Regions from separate parts of the Capsicum annuum genome. Here region 2 is linked to region 1. Evidence: chromatin contacts called from public Hi-C data. All regions are on one chromosome and are shown on one strand. The core of a region is the stretch at or near the end of the contact, and the rest is flanking DNA. Distances in the headings are between cores, read along the strand shown. Region 1 holds the start of LOC107863392 (subtilisin-like protease SBT1.3). Region 2 has its middle 16 kb from the start of LOC124896760.

What was found. A called contact is a pair of places that touch in the nucleus more often than the background predicts.
Region 2: a contact with region 1 is called in a Hi-C map of leaf, with 2.1 times the contacts expected there. The contact joins the enhancer-like site here to the promoter of LOC107863392 in region 1. A contact is called at or near these places in 2 of 5 Hi-C or Micro-C datasets (leaf and placenta).

The regions. Positions count from the first base shown.
Region 1 is chr3:200,391,818-200,395,710 of UCD10Xv1.1, forward strand. It overlaps LOC107863392 (subtilisin-like protease SBT1.3), which reads left to right and starts at 1,932. Exons shown (of 1, transcript XM_016709286.2): 1 at 1,932-3,893. The coding sequence starts at 2,285.
Region 2 is chr3:200,463,092-200,466,984 of UCD10Xv1.1, forward strand. No RefSeq gene overlaps it. Among protein-coding and RNA genes, the nearest start is that of LOC124896760, 16 kb to the left of the region's middle. Within about 2 kb of position 1,635, at least 4 of the 5 cell types and tissues checked have an H3K27ac peak or open chromatin away from gene starts, as enhancers often do. A contact at or near this core is called in leaf, where this site is marked.

The sequences.
Region 1 (3,893 bases), core at 682-3,181:
GATATTCCTCATCTCCACCCAACTTTCCAAAATATTTGCTAGCCTTATTATTACCAATATCCCCATAGCCGCTATCTACACAACCAGCAACTCCCACAGGTACTTGTTCAATTTCAACAGCCTTTTTTTTTGCTTTTTGATTTCTTTCTTTCTTTTAGCTTTGTTTATCCTTCTTTCTTGTCTAAATGCCCTCAACTCCTCATCAACATCTAAGCCATCTTCTGAAGGAATATCTCCAAGATCTGAATCACTACTCAAGTAATCTGACAACTTATTTGCTAGCCTATTAACATCTTCTGCATGAATATCTTGTACATCAGCTTCATCACCTCCTTCTACACCAAAATCTTCTAGGTTAACATCTTCTACATGGATATCTTCTATATTAGCCTCATCACCTTCTTCTACACCATCTTCTACATGAGTCTCCCTCTCTTTACCTAAGTTAACATTCTCTATCTCAACATCTTCTAGGTTAAAATCTTTTATATCAGCCTCCATCTCTTTCTCTACTCCAACAGATTCCATCTCTATGTTAGCACTATCATCAATACCAACACTTTCTCTTTCTAGGTCTGCACACTCAATAATATCAGGTGCAGGTTAAAAACCAGTGGGACCATCAGGGTCAAGAATTGGTTCATCAAAAACATGATAGACATAAAAATCAATAGAGTCCTCATGTTTTAAGTCTTTAAATAGTTCAACAAAATGTCTATCACTCTTCACCAAGTTGAACTGCTTAGTTACTGCATCTTGATAATAGAACCCCTAACAGTGTCATACCCAAATTCTTTAGTATAAAATAATAATTCCAGCATGGAAAAGTGGTCCTTGTTAATATACCTTAGCTCTGGCACACAACTTGCAACATATGTAGGGACACCCTTGTTGAAAATAGATCCCCTACGGAAAATTTTGTGAATATTATCTCTATTTGTTACGTCACCTGCAACAAAAGCGTAAGAATTCAAAGTTAGTTAACGGAATATACTCAAAGTACACACCAATAAGCTAAAAGCTACAACCTTTAATGCATGTTAAAAAAGAGACGGAATATTCGTAAAATCACAGCCCTAACAGTGAAATTTCAAAACCCTAAAATCTGAAATATGCTAAAATTCAACAAAATTTAATAAATATAAATCATAATAACAGTTACACAAGGAAGATCTGTGGAAAACCCCCAAATTTCTCCTTCAATTTGAGTGGAATTTTCGTTAAATTAGGGTTAATTTTAGGGTTATCTGAGAGAGAGTTAACGGGGAGAGAAAAACAAACGGCCAAAATGATTTTTTTCATTTAAAATGTAATAAGTATATGTGGATTTAGTTTATCCACGTGGAGAGTTTTATGTGGACAACTTTCCACATCAGTTGCGTTTGGAGACACGCGCGAACAAGCTGATGAGAACAGCGAAAAAAATGCTCAATTGGAACAAAATGTGGGGAATTTTGGGGTCTGATAGAAACAGGCCTTAGTTTAGGTGTCTAAGTGAATTTTGGCAACAAGTTTGAGTGCCTATCGATGACTTTGTCTTTAAGAATAAAACGAGAATTTTAAAATTAAATTATTTTTATATATGACATTTTCTGGAGACAAATTATGGTAAGTGTGTTAATATTCTCTCCATTCCATTTTACTTGATCTCTTTACTAAAAAAAAATAGATTTTTCAATTTATTTGTCTATTCTCGCAAATTAATGAGATCCTTTTTATTTTTTATTGTATTATCGTTAATATTAAATAACTATATAAAGTAGTAATAATTATTTTTGGAGTTTCAAATCATCGTTAATAATGTTAGTTTAGTAAAATATACATCTAATAAAAAATTTCTTATAAAGTTTGTAAGTCAATAGGGACCAACTAATATGAAATTAACCAAATACAAATTGAATACGCTTTATTTTTCTCAAATCCCACCTTATGAAAATATATTGTATATGTTTATATTACTCACAAGTAGTTTCCACAAACTCAATAGGAAGATTAAAATGTATCTTTGAATAAACATCCAGCATTTAACCATGCAACACATGGATGATGGACCATAACTACAACTTTAACCCACTCGAGCCAGCTCTACTTTCACAATAAAAGCTTTACCATTATTCATGAAAACAACCACCTTCTTTATTTCCTGCACAAGAAGACACATTAATGGCCCATCCTTTCTGCTAAAATATTGAATACTCCACTAGCTAACACACCGACACACTCTCAGATAAGCATTATTCACACACCTCTCTTCTTCATTCCTAACTCTCCATTCCCCTTTTCCATGGCTGGAATACCAGTGAAATTCTTGTTTTTCTTTGTATCAATGTGTCTGTCAATCAACCTAGCACTATGTGCTAGTAACATGCGAAACACAAAGAAAACTTACATCATCCAAATGGATAAACGGGCAAAGCCAGATGTTTTCATTGACCATGTTAAATGGTATTCATCACTAGTAAAATCTGTACTAGTAAAATCACTAGAAACTGCAGGAGACGAAGAAGAAAGGATACTTTACAGCTACCAGACTGCATTTCATGGAGTTGCTGCTCAGCTTAGTGAGGAAGAAGTGAAAAGATTACAAGAACAATATGGGGTTTTAGCTGTTTTTCCTGAGATTAAATATGAGTTGCATACCACTAGAAGTCCTATGTTTCTTGGCCTCGACCGAGAGGACAGCAACAAGTTGTGGTCTGATAGATTTTCGGACCACAATGTAATTGTGGGTGTTCTTGATACTGGAATTTGGCCAGAAAGTCCAAGTTTTAATGATACTGGAATGACAGATGTTCCAGCTCACTGGAAAGGCGCATGTGAAACAGGGCGTGGTTTTGAGAAGCATCACTGTAGCAAGAAAATTGTTGGTGCTAGAGTATTTTACCGGGGGTATGAATCATCTTCTGGTAAAATAAATGAAAGGGATGAGTACAAATCAGCACGAGATCAAGATGGGCATGGCACTCATACTGCTGGAACAGTTGCGGGGTCTGTAGTTCGTGGAGCCAATCTTTTGGGTTATGCTTATGGTACTGCCCGAGGAATGGCCCCCGGTGCGAGGGTTTCAGCTTACAAGGTGTGCTGGGTGGGTGGGTGTTTTAGTTCGGATATACTTTCTGCTGTTGATCAAGCTGTAGCTGATGGAGTAAATGTTTTGTCTATCTCTTTGGGTGGTGGAGTTTCGTCTTATAATCGTGACAGTTTGTCAATTGCTGCTTTTGGGGCCATGGAGAAAGGGGTGTTTGTTTCATGCTCAGCAGGAAATGGTGGGCCTGATCCCATTAGTCTTACAAATGTATCACCATGGATCACTACAGTAGGAGCCAGCACTATGGACAGGGATTTTCCAGCTACTGTTAAGCTGGGGACTGGCAAAATTGTGGCTGGGGCATCACTTTATAAAGGTAGGAAGAATCTTTCAACAGAAAAACAGTATCCTTTAATTTATTTAGGAAATAATTCGAGCAGCTCCCTGCCGAGCTCATTGTGCTTAGCGGGTACCTTAGATGATGCCTCGGTTGCTGGGAAGATTGTGATATGTGATAGGGGAATTAGTCCTCGAGTTCAGAAGGGGCAAGTAGTAAAAGATGCTGGAGGAGTAGGAATGATTTTGACAAACACTGCAGCTAATGGTGAAGAGCTGGTTGCAGATAGTCACCTTCTTCCGGCAGTAGCAGTTGGTGAAAGGGCAGGAAGAGAAATCAAGCATTATGCTTCGGCTCGAAATGCAACTGCCACTTTGAGATTTCTGGGAACCAAATTAGGTATCAGGCCTTCTCCAGTGGTTGCTGCATTTTCATCCAGAGGACCTAACTTCCTCACTCTGGAGATTCTAAAGCCAGATATGGTGGCACCAGGAGTTAATATCCTTGCAGCTTGGACTGGTGCTTTGG
Region 2 (3,893 bases), core at 385-2,884, 71 kb after region 1:
TCCTCAATGCCATTTTTTATTTTCATTTTAAAAAGTTTTATAATTTTTTTAATAATTAATTTTTTATTTTTTAAATAATTTTTTAATAATTTATTTCATTTTTAAAAAAAATTTAGAATTTTTTTTAATAATCATTTTTTTATTTTTATTTTTTAAATAATTTTATAATTATTTTTTCATAATTTATATCTTCAATGCCATTTTTTATTTTCATTTTTTAAAAAATTTAAAATTTTTTTAATATTTATTTTTTTAAAAAATAATTTTTTAATAATTAATTTCATTTTTCAAAAAAAATTATAATTTTTTTAAAATAATCAGTTTTTTATTTTTATTTTTGTAATAATTTTAGAATTATTTTTTAATAATTTCTTTAATGCCATTTTTACATAATTTTTTTTTAAAAATTATAATTAATTTTTAACAATTATTGGATTCATAATTCCACGTGTTAGCTTCCAATTAGCCCGTTTTGCCATGTCATCGCGTATGTGCAACACAGGCTTTGACCTTTTTGCTGATAGGTAAAAAAATGCTCAATTGGAACAAAATTTGCGGGGTTTAGGGGTCTGATAGGAACAGGCCTTAGTTTAGGGGTCTAAGTGAATTTTCGCAATAAATTTGAGTGTCTGTCGATAACTTTGGAAAAAAAAAAAACTCATCATATCATAGTGCATGCCTTTAGTAAATAAGATAACAAATTACAGGTTGAATGGCAAATAGTCTATCATATGCTGGTAGAGCATAATTTATTAAAGCAGCGTTACCTGAAGTACAAGCTTATGAGGCTCAGCTATTTTTACTGTCAAAGAAAATAATGAAGATGATAGAAGCTGCTTGTAGAAGTTATCTGTGGCAGGAGAGGCTAATATTACTATGAGGGTATTAGTATCTTGAAAGACTGTTTGTTTATCTAAAAAGGGTGATGGACTGAACTTGTTAGATTTGAAATTTTGCAATACTGTAGCTATATGTAAAATTCTATAGAAGTTAAGTCTCAAAAAGGAAAAATTATGGATCACTTGAACTCACATACAACAAATTCCTACCATGCCCATTCCTGGACAAGCATTATGAATGATTAGAAAAGTTCAAAGTATGAGAAAATATGCTCACATTGTAAGGAATGTACTGCATCTCAGGTACTGCATAAGGGAGAATTTAAAATCTCAAAAGCTTACAATTTACTAAAAGGAGAGACTGTGAAGGTGGATCGGAGAAATCTAGTATGCAACAATTTTGCAAAATTCAAGCAGGTGTTTATATTATGGCTGCAATAACATGAAAAATTAAGAACAACGAATGTATTGCTGGGATGAGAAATAGCTGTAAATGCTATCTGTGTCCCGTGCATCATAATTTCTAAAGGGCAACTCATCTGTTTTTTAGCACATTTTTGCGAAGACAATTTGAAAAGCTAGCTAACGTACCATTTGGAGCTGGTGCACGTTAGCTAACATACACTGATGAGAACCGTGGTAAGAGGGAGGGGGACGAGGTCATGAAAGAGGCCTAGGGCGTGGACGAGGAAGAATTAACATAACTGAGGAACGGTCAGGGGGAGCAACTGAGGCTACACCGACTGAGACAAATGGTGGAGCTCAAAAGTTAACACCGATTACTGAAATTCAGCGAGGAATACACCAGCTAGGCTCTACATCGACAAATCAAGGGGTTGATCGGAAACTACAGCTGAGTAGTGCAGGATTAGACACTCTGGTAGATAACCCTAAATCTGGAATTGGTGAGAAAACCCAAGCTAACAGATCTGAGAATGAAATGCAAAACACTAACCAAGAGCAGAAACCACAAATGGAGGAACCCTGCGTGAACTTATTTTAGCGAAATCGTGCGGTCGAAAATGAATTATCGCTAAAAACATAGCTCCTCAGATAGTAGAAGGCGTAGAAGTGGTTCAATTAGACAAAGAGGAGGTAGAACGCGAGGTGGAGAAATGGAAGTGCTCAATGATAGTGTACTCTATTGGAGAATGTCCCAGATACAACTTGATGAACATGTTTGTTAATCAAACTTGGAACACTGTGGCTGCTCCAGAGGTATACCTTCACGAAGATGGGTATATTATTGTTAAATTCAACTTGTTGGAGGATTTAAGGGAGATTCTATATGCTGGTCCATATACACTAAACTACCGGCCTCTGATTTTGAAATCATGGACAACAGAGTTCAATTTTAATGAGGAATTTCCCACTAAGCTTCCACTTTGGGTTAAACTTACGAAGCTACCTATGAACTGTTGGGGAGTGAACTCACTCAGTAAAATTGCTAGCTCGATTGGGAAACCCATATTTGTTGATGAATGCACGGCAAAGCAGATAAGAGTGTCTTACGCTGCTCATTGAAGTGAATGTGACTAAAAAGTCGCCAGATGAAGTTACAGTAGCTGACCCTAATGGCAAAGTGTTCACTCAATCAATAATCTATAAATGGAGACCAGCCCACTGTGAACAATGTCAGAAGATTGGTCACAAATGCGTGCCTGCCCCAACACCTAAAGCTCAACCTAAGCCTGGACGGAGAGAAGGGTATGGTGGACCTCAAGTAATAAAAGAATGGGCCTATAAGAGTCCATTGCTACCTACCACAATCAGTAACAATAACCAGGAAGATGAAGCTCAAAAGTTGGAGGAAAAAACTATGCAGGCGGAAACTAGTAACCAACCTACTGATGCCACTGCTGTGCAGAGTCTGCCAGCCCAAAGCTCCAACATAAACAGAGATACAGGTCAAAGTGGAAGAGCTGGAAGTACCTTACCCAATACTGAAGCTATGGACTTGAACATGACCAATTTTCGTTGGTTAAGTGCAGTCAAAACTACTAAGAAAGGTACTGGGTGGTAAACAGAGAATTGGAGACAGAGAAGCCAGCTTACCCCCAGATAAAGGAAAATCCCACTCTGCATGAGCTAGCTGTTTTGGAATGTTCGTGCTGTAAATAAGAGATACAAGCAAAAGGAGGTAAATAAGTTTTTGAGTAATAAGCACATTAAATTAGCTGGTCTAATAGAAGAAAGAGTAAAGCAACATAAATCTTCTAGCATTTTGAATCTAATAGTACCTGGTTGGGGCTCTATAAATAACTATCATGCTGCTGAAAGTGGTCTTATTTGGGTAGTATGGGATAAGAATCACTGTGCTGTGATTTATCTAAGGCAAGAAAATCAGGTTATCCATTGTAAAGTTCATCAAGATATAGAATGTTTTCTTACAGTTGTTTATGGATTCAATACCATAGAATAAAGAAGAAACTTATGGGAGTATCTAATACAAATAACTCTTACTGTCAATAGGTCGTGGCTGATGTGTGGAGACTTTAATGCTTTATTAGATGCTAAAGATAGATTGAGTGGGTATCCAGTTTAGTTTGCTGAGATTAAAGATTTTGTAGAATGTATCCAGAATTTACAGTTGAGTGAAATGAGCTGGAAAGGTGACTACTACATCTGGTCTAATAAACAACTCGGAGATGCTAGAGTGTGTAGTAGAATTAACAGATCTTTAGGGAACCACGACTGGATGATGACTTGGGGACAAGTAGTTGTAGAACATGAGTTAAATAATGTATCTGATCACTCTCCTTTGATCCCAACTCTTAAGCATGACAAGGAGTATTAGCATGCCTTTTAGGTTCTTTAATAGTTGGGCTGATCACAAAGATTTCTTAAATATAGTGATAGAACAATGGAGTAGACATGCTGTAGGATCTATGAAGAATGTTTAGCTCAAACTGCAGAAACTCAAGCCCAGGCTCAAAAAGCTGAATAATGAAGAGTTTAAAAATATGATACAGAGAATAGAGATGGCTAGAGCTGGATTAGCTGCCATACAAATGCAGATGAGGGTGCAGTGGACTGACTTATTGCAAGAGTAGG